2 separate regions of the Zea mays genome follow, and region 2 is linked to region 1. Evidence: chromatin contacts called from public Hi-C data. All regions are on one chromosome and are shown on one strand. The core of a region is the stretch at or near the end of the contact, and the rest is flanking DNA. Distances in the headings are between cores, read along the strand shown. Region 1 holds the start of LOC103635321 (mucin-19). Region 2 holds the start of LOC606448.

What was found. A called contact is a pair of places that touch in the nucleus more often than the background predicts.
Region 2: a contact with region 1 is called in a Hi-C map of leaf, with 8 times the contacts expected there. The contact joins the promoter of LOC606448 here to the promoter of LOC103635321 in region 1. A contact is called at or near these places in 4 of 25 Hi-C or Micro-C datasets (ear, leaf, root tip and 1 more).

Annotation. Positions count from the first base shown.
Region 1 is chr8:69,279,186-69,282,983 of Zm-B73-REFERENCE-NAM-5.0, forward strand. LOC103635321 (mucin-19) reads right to left here and starts at 2,050. Exons shown (of 1, transcript XM_008657804.3): 1 at 265-2,050. The coding sequence starts at 1,580. The coding sequence ends at 516.
Region 2 is chr8:69,575,846-69,579,965 of Zm-B73-REFERENCE-NAM-5.0, forward strand. LOC606448 reads left to right here and starts at 2,377. Exons shown (of 4, transcript NM_001112316.1): 1 at 2,377-2,975; 2 at 3,281-3,539; 3 at 3,927-4,120. The coding sequence starts at 2,416. The coding sequence ends at 4,097.

The DNA of each region.
Region 1 (3,798 bases), core at 800-3,299:
GCGGCGGCAGCGGCAAAGTAGGCACCACTGTTGCCTTGCGCCCTCGCCTTGCCAGAACCGCTGCAAATACACTGCACGTGAAGGCGTTATTGTGAACCCGATCCAAAATAGTTGGTGTAGTGGATGGAGCATGGACATCGGATAGACTGGCAGGCAGCCAGAGCCCAGAGGATATGGATATGGGCAGGCCCGGATACCATTTTTTTTCCGTGAAAACCAGGCGCAGTAAACAAAGGGAACCAGCCGTATATGGAGCCAGGTGGAGGTCAGAGGGCAAGAGGGCAGACGCGCCGCGCGATAAATTTCCACGAGGAAGATAGTACAAATCACAGGCTACAAAAGGTGACCACCACAACATACCAATCAAATCAGCCCATCCACCGTTTGCAAAGCCAAAATACACTGCTCCCCGCCCGTCCTCACTCGGGCCCACGCTTCAGTAGCCTAGGTCCCACAGCAACTACCTAATCCATCGCACTGGTCACTGCGACCAGGGTCCCACGCCACGCTGAGGCTCACTGGTCGCCGACGCCGTCCCACGCGAGCCCGAGGCGGCCGGCCTGCTGCAGCGCGCGCAGCAGCTGCGCGCCCTTGCGCCGCCCACGCGCGCTGCACTCGCCCTGCATCGCCGCCACAACCGCCTTCACCACCTCCGGCGGCGGAGGCGGCGAGGACGAGGCCCCCCGATCATCCTCACCGCCAGCGCCGTAGATGGCGGCCAGGACGCCGATGGCGCACTCCCGGCCGCGGCCGGCCATGCCCTCCACCGCGCGCGCCAGCACCGGCGCGGCCAGGGCCTCCCTGCGCACCGCGGGGGCGCCGCCGGGGGCCGTGCACAGCAGCTCGAGCGCGGCCAGCGCCCGCTCGGCCGTGGCCCCCGCCGGCCCGGACGCCGCCACCGCCTCCACGGCAGCCGACGCCGCGCCGGCCTCCACCGCCGCCTCCCGGTTCCCCTCCTCCAGCAGCACGGCGAGCAGCGCCTTGGCGGCCAGCCGCGCCGGCGCCGTCAACGGCTCCCGCACCGCCGCGACCACCCCGGCCACCACCCCCGCCGGCACCGGCCTCGCCGCGGCCTCCATCTCCCGCTCCACCGCCCGCAGCGCCGCCACCACCTCCCCCGCCGCGAACTTCTCCTCCGCGCCCAGCAGCGCGTCCCCCCCGCTCGAGGACGCCGACGCCGGCGCCTGCGACTGCTGCGGGTGGTGCACCGGCAGCCTCCACTGCGTGAAGCTCTGCGACGCGGACGAGGACGACGAGGAGGAGGACGACGACGGCCCGACGTTCCGCTGCGCCCGCTGGTGGTGCGGCTGCCGCTGCGGAGGCGGTGGCGTGGACGACGCCGCCGCCGCAGCCTCCACCGTCACCGGCAACGCGGTCGACGCCTCGGCGCAGGGCGTGCCCGAGCCGCCGCCACCGCTCCCCGACACCACATTGTTGTTGGGCGTCGCCGTCGGGCTCAGCGCAGGGTGCGTGCAGGTGCTGAAGATGCCGCAGGAGAAGAGCGCACGCGGCGACGCCTTGAGCCTCGCCGCGCCTCCGCCCCCGGCCCCGGCTCCTCCTGTCTGCGCCGCGCGACTCATCTCAAGGTCGCCGCCACGCTGAGCTGATCCACCGACCCCGAGTGAATTGAATGCTCTGTGCCGCGGCTCTGATTGCCCGCGCGCGCAGCCGAGCGGATCCGCATGCGCAGTCAGCCACTCAAGCCCAGCTGCCGCCCTCCCTGTGGCTCGTTTAAGTAGGTAGCACAGCACGTGTACGGCGGCGGTGGCCTTTAACTGGCGCAGTAAAAAGAAGAACGCGGGAGCGACTGAGCGGCGAGCGACAGGAACAGTGCGACGAGCTTAAGCGGGAAACGTTTTACTGGGATCAAAAGGGAGGGGGACAAGCAAAGCGATGAGCAAGGCTGCCGCCGGGCTCAGGGTACCATATGGGGCAAGCATGCCCGTGGCATGTGCGGCACCGTCCTTGGGCAGCTGCCTGCGACTGCGATCGCTGCCTGCCTCATGAATCTTACAGCCAGATGGGGACGCCAGAGAGCAGAGGGAGTCGAGTCGAGTCGGAGTGGGTGGGTGGGTGGGTGCTCCTCTGTCCGGCGCCTCGTCCCGGACGCCCCCGCTGATAGCGATCCGTGCCTGCGCGGGTGTACGGCCGCACGATCCCGATCGCTCCGACCACCACTCATCCACCTCACATCCATCGCCCGCTGCATTATTGGTCTTGCACTGGGGTGATCGATCGGGTGCGGAGGAAGAAGAATCGTTTCGTTTGGTGGGAAGAACAGCATGTTAACAGCACGGAAGGGGATAGAAAGGAAGTAGAAGACAGCAACGTGGAGGAGGCGAAAGGAGTAGCGAGGAACACAAAGCTATTGTTCTCCTCTGATGGGGAATGGGAGGCATTTCTGATGGGGAAGAGGGGATAGAGGTTGAGCTAACACGTCAGAGGAAGATGAGCAGGCTCATGCAGCGCTTTACAGAACACTAGCGGGCGGTAAAATGGAAGCAACGTGACTAAGGTAGTGTTTGGTTACTAGGGACTAATTTTTAGTCCCTACATTTCATTACACTTTAGTTTATAAATTGCAAAATATGGAAACTATAACTCTATTTTAGTTTCCATATTTGACAATTTAGTGACTAAAGTGGAATAAATTGGAGGGACTAAAAATTAGTCTCTAAAACCAAACACCACATAAGTGTTGGGCGATTGCTTGGTTTTGATTTAATCCAAAAAATAAAGAATAACCATGACGACATGCTTAAACAAAAAAAACGAATCAGTATTATACAATATCTAAACATGCATAGGCACCATAACAATTACGATTAAGACCGACTTGCACTAACAAACTAAACAGTATGCTTAAGAAGAGATGGTTGTGTGTTTCTTTCTTGATGACGGTCCGGTAGACACTATCTGTTCTTGACGACGACGTGAAACACCCAAACAACAAGGAGAAAGAAAAAGCCATGATGACAGAGTTGACATGACTATTGGTAGACGAGACCATGCAGCAGCTGGTATTAATGCCCTCTACAAGCATGTGATAGCTGCAACTGCAACCGATACTGATGCTTGCGTCGGTATTGGTCCTGAAGCAGCCGGCCCTCGTTAGGGGTGAAAACGGGCAGGGTATTCGAAACGGGTATAGGATATGGGTACTGATTCGGGAATATTTTTTGGATACGGGTACGAGTATTTTTATATTCGGGACGGATACGTGTAATACCCGGATAGTATAGCTTCGGATTCGGGTCGGATACGGGTACCCGAAATTCGGGTACCGTTTTTTCTTTTTCTGTATAATAATATAGTTATAAAATCATAACTTTTACATATGAAATCGGATGAAGATAAAGTTTATATGAAAATTGTAGAGCTCGAAGAGATCTATAACTTTGTTGTACAACACATTTTTGTTTAAACATATTTTTAGGCCAAAATCTTTGAAATAATGTCTAAATTTATATCAAAATAATAGACTTTATCATTTTCTTGTGGGACTTAAGATTATCTCCATGTGGGAACTTAGGATTATCTTTTTATAAACTATTTATTAATATTGGTAACTTATTTCTAATTTACGGTCGAAGCTACAATATTTTTATGAATTTAATTGTATTTTGATGATTTTCTAAAATAAGAAATTAATAATACACCAAATAGCCTAAAAAATAATGAATTTTTACGGGGCCAACATATATCCACATATAGTTCTCAAAAACATTTGGATTATAAAATCCACAAGATGTTGGTGTTTATTCTATTCCACTCCCACTTATTGCGTGAGTTACACGT
Region 2 (4,120 bases), core at 1,127-3,626, 300 kb after region 1:
TTCAACTGCAAAATTCGGGGCGTTACACACACCCTCATCGCTCCTTTCTCCGTCCCGGGCATTCCTGTCATGCCGAAGCTGCACGATCGTGCCTGTGGCCACCTTTCCATTGATGCTTGCCATACCGACGGTTCTCGTGGTGGGCGCCATGCCACAAATCCATGTGGTGCCGAACACTGCCGCGTTGTCCCCTATGCTGGCTATAGTACCCGCAGTCATGCCAAAAGTGACGCTGCCGCCAATGACCGCCGTCGTGCCGAAGGTTGGCGCCTTGCCACCAATACCCGTCGTCGTGTCTAAGGTTGGTGACTTGTCGTCGATGTCCTCTGTGTGGCTCGTGCCTAACTGTTGATGCCCTCCATCCTGACAGCGTCGCTCTCCATTAGGTCCCACGAACACGACACAAACTCGATGGACATGCTGTGTAGATGCTCGTGGAGTCAGTGAGCCAGAAAATCAGATGTACGTACATGCGTACCTTGGAGGACATAGACGAGTCGGAGTAGCTGGAGAGTGTCAGGCCACCGGCTGCGAGCAGATCAACCACCGTTGTCGCTTGAGGGGCCTCGACACGACTTTTTATAGCCAGGTTGGTGGGCGGATTAGGATGAGTAAAACAGCTCCATCCTGTGGCTGCTGAAAATGTTTTCCGCGCGTTTCTATGCATAGAAGACGCGGCGTGTGTGGGTCTGCTGAAACCGCTTTCTCCATCCCTTACGGAGCGACGTGCATGGGTTATTGGGCTCCTGTCGCGGTGCATTTGGCGCGAGCCCACTTGTCATGTCGTTAGTTTGTATGAACAAAAGACATGACGTGTGTGAGTTTGTGTCATTGTATGGGTGACTGAGGCGCTCGTGCCTCGTGTGAGGGCGCAGATTCACTTAGGATAGAGAGTGGATAGACGAAATAAATTAGATGTAATCTATATGTGTGGGCCATTTCAAATAGGAGTTATTTATAAAAATACGAGGCAGGACCAATAGAGATTTTACATGATCCGTCGCGTTACAACGGTCACCGTCTGTAAAACCGCAAGAATCCAGGGGCTGGATTGCAACCGGCGACGCAACTGACCTCCCTCCAGAGTCCAGACCGACCGACGCCGACCGGCGACGGCGACCGCCCGCGATTTGTTTACTCGTCTCGCTCACCTCCGCCTCCGCGAGGAGCTCCTTTTTCTCTATCCAACCATACCCTCACCAACTCCCCCTGTCTCGGTTTGCGTGGAGAGAGAAAGGGAGGGAGCGAGAAGTCAAGCCGGAGCCGGGAACAGCTCAACACCACGGGCCGCGGTTTCTGAAAAGGAGAGGCGTGGTGGGAAGGGGAGGGGGAGCGGGAGGGGGGCGAGCCAGCCAGAGAGCCGTACGCGAAGCAAGCAGCCCCCTGCATCTAGATCAGGCGTTCTGCTCGCACCGCCGCCGCCGCCGCCGCCGCCGCCGCTTCCTTCTCTCACCGACGCTAATTGGAGATCACGTCTGGGCCTGGCTGCTCGTCTTCCGTCCTGGGTAAGGAAGCCTTTGCTTGCTTGGACGGGTTGCTGGTTCGCTTGCTTTGTCCTGCACAAGAAGAATCCGATCCGTCCAGCTAGCTTGCGGATTCCCGTCCTGGGCGTCTGCGCGGTGGAGTGGATTGATGGTAGCAGTAAATTTGCGGGGTTCAGTTGATCCCCCCATGGCTGTTAGTTAGGCCCGCCTCAGAAATGTCTGGTTTCCTTGGTGATCTTCTAAGTTCTTAGAGTCTGTACCTTTAGGCTTTAGCTTTGGATCTTGCTCTCCTTCAATTTGGATCGCTGCTCCGGGAGAATGTTTCAGTTTAGCCTGCTCTATGGGTTAGCGTGAGCATGTATTGATTGATCTTGAGCTGAGCTGACGCACGCCTCGCATCACGTTGTTTTGCAGGTACAATTCGATTGATGACCTCATCAGGGAAGAATGTTTTGCAGTCTTACATGAGTTAAAGGGATAGAAAGTGCAACAACCGTGGAATAAAGGACTCGTGCTTTTGAGTAATTCAGGAGGAGTACATGCATCACGAAGCCTTGATTCTGGAATGGTGTCCAGTCGAAGGAACAGTGGGATTATCCTACGGGAAGGGTCGGTTAGGGACTGGTCCGAGTTCAACAATCCCTCGCCGTCCCCAAAACTGCTGTACTCACAGTCCTATGTCGCAATGAGGGGGTTGCTGGCCTCAGTGATCTCCTTGGACTTTTTCCTGCTGTCGAGCAAGCTAAAATCTGTGTGCGCGGCTATGACTTCCCAGAGGCATGGCCGATCACAGGAGAGGTCAAAATCAAAGGGGTTGACCTGCAGGAGAGTTGCAGTCCATCTGCTGTTCTTTTTCATGGTTGGCATTTTCATTGGGTTCATGCCTTTGTTCTCTGTCGATGTTTACAAGAAAATAGTATCCGAAAACGAGAGGCTTCCGTTCCATGATGGTGTGATTGAGGCGGAAATGATGGGCACCAAAGTTAAGGAGTTGGAGACAGTTGTAGTAGAGAAAGAGGTCGAACTGATTGACGAGCCTCAGGTTCAAGAGAGCCCTCCAGTTCCTGCAATGTTGGATGATGAGGCAGATTTTGCTGAATCTTCACCTGCATTACCTGCTATTGAAGAATCTGACATTCCTGTGAAGAAGCTGCTGATAATCGTGACGATCACTTCTGTTCGGCCACAACAGGCATATTACTTGAATCGGCTAGCCCATGTTTTGAAAGCTGTACAGGCACCTCTTTTATGGTTGGTGGTGGAATGGCCTGAACAGTCCTATGAAACAGCAGAAATTCTGAGGTCTTCTGGGGTTATGTACAGGCATCTTATATGTAGAAAGAATACCACGAGTGTACGAAAGATTGCTGTATGTCAAAGGAATAATGCAATCTATCATGTCAAAAGGCATCACCTTGATGGTATAATGCATTTTGCTGATGAAGAGCGGTCATACTCAGCTGATGTATTTGAAGAAATGCAGAAGATCAGGTCAGAGCTCTCTACCACATTTTTTTGCCTGTACTGATATATCTGTAATGAACTTATTGTCTACAAATTGTTTTGATGATTCATAATAAACAGTTAAATGTAGTTTTATATTGACATATAAGATTGTAAGCATCACATAGCCTTGATTAGTTTAATTGGAATGATGGAGCTAGAGAACCACAGTGCTCCCTCAAACTGCTAACCAGAAGTTTCAGGTCAAAACTCAAGATCTGCTAGCCATATTTCGGTAGAACTAAACGAGACAATCTGGCTTCCCTTCTCATGAGACGTGCTATGTTTTTCAGGCGCTTTGGCTCATGGCCTGTAGCAATCCATGTTGGAACGAAGTATAGGGCAGTTTTGGAAGGCCCTATTTGCAAAGGAAACCGAGTCATGGGATGGCACACAGTCCAGACGGTTCAGAAGAAGAGTTCGACTCGTCGATTCCCAATTGGCTTCTCTGCATTTGCTTTCAACAGCACAATGTTGTGGGACCCTCAAAGATGGAACCGCCCACCTATGGATTCTGTTATGGTCCACTCAGGTGGAAGAGGTGGTTTGCAGGTGAGTTTGTTTGGATATTTGAACTGTAATGGTAGGGAGGCTGCAGTAATTTTTCACATAGTTGATGGAACTCTTGTGTAAAGTCAGGACTCATCTATGTTGAAGGTTGGTCCTAGTTGCTACTTAGCGAAACTTCAGTTTACAGCTCTCCATTCTTATAAAAATGGCCAATGTCGTGGTGGAAGTGGAACAACATACCGTAGAATTTGGTTCTGCAATAAAATAATAGATTAACAATGGAGGCAAAATTAATAGATAAAAACCATAAGTGTGACATGTGTCGCCACAAATTGCAAGTATCGCCACCAATTGCAAATGCACCATGGCCATCTTTCCTGACATAGAACGAAGCAATGTGGTCTGACCTGACATATGTTTTTTTTGCAGGAATCACGATTTATAGAAAAGCTCGTTAAGAACGAGCGCCAGGTAGAGGGTCTTCCGGACAATTGCAGTCGGGTTATGGTCTGGAATTTCAACCTGGAACCTCCTCGAGTCAACTACCCCACAGGCTGGGCACTATATAAGAACCTAGAACCGGACATGCCTGTGACATAGTTTCCTGCCGCTGCCACTGTGCC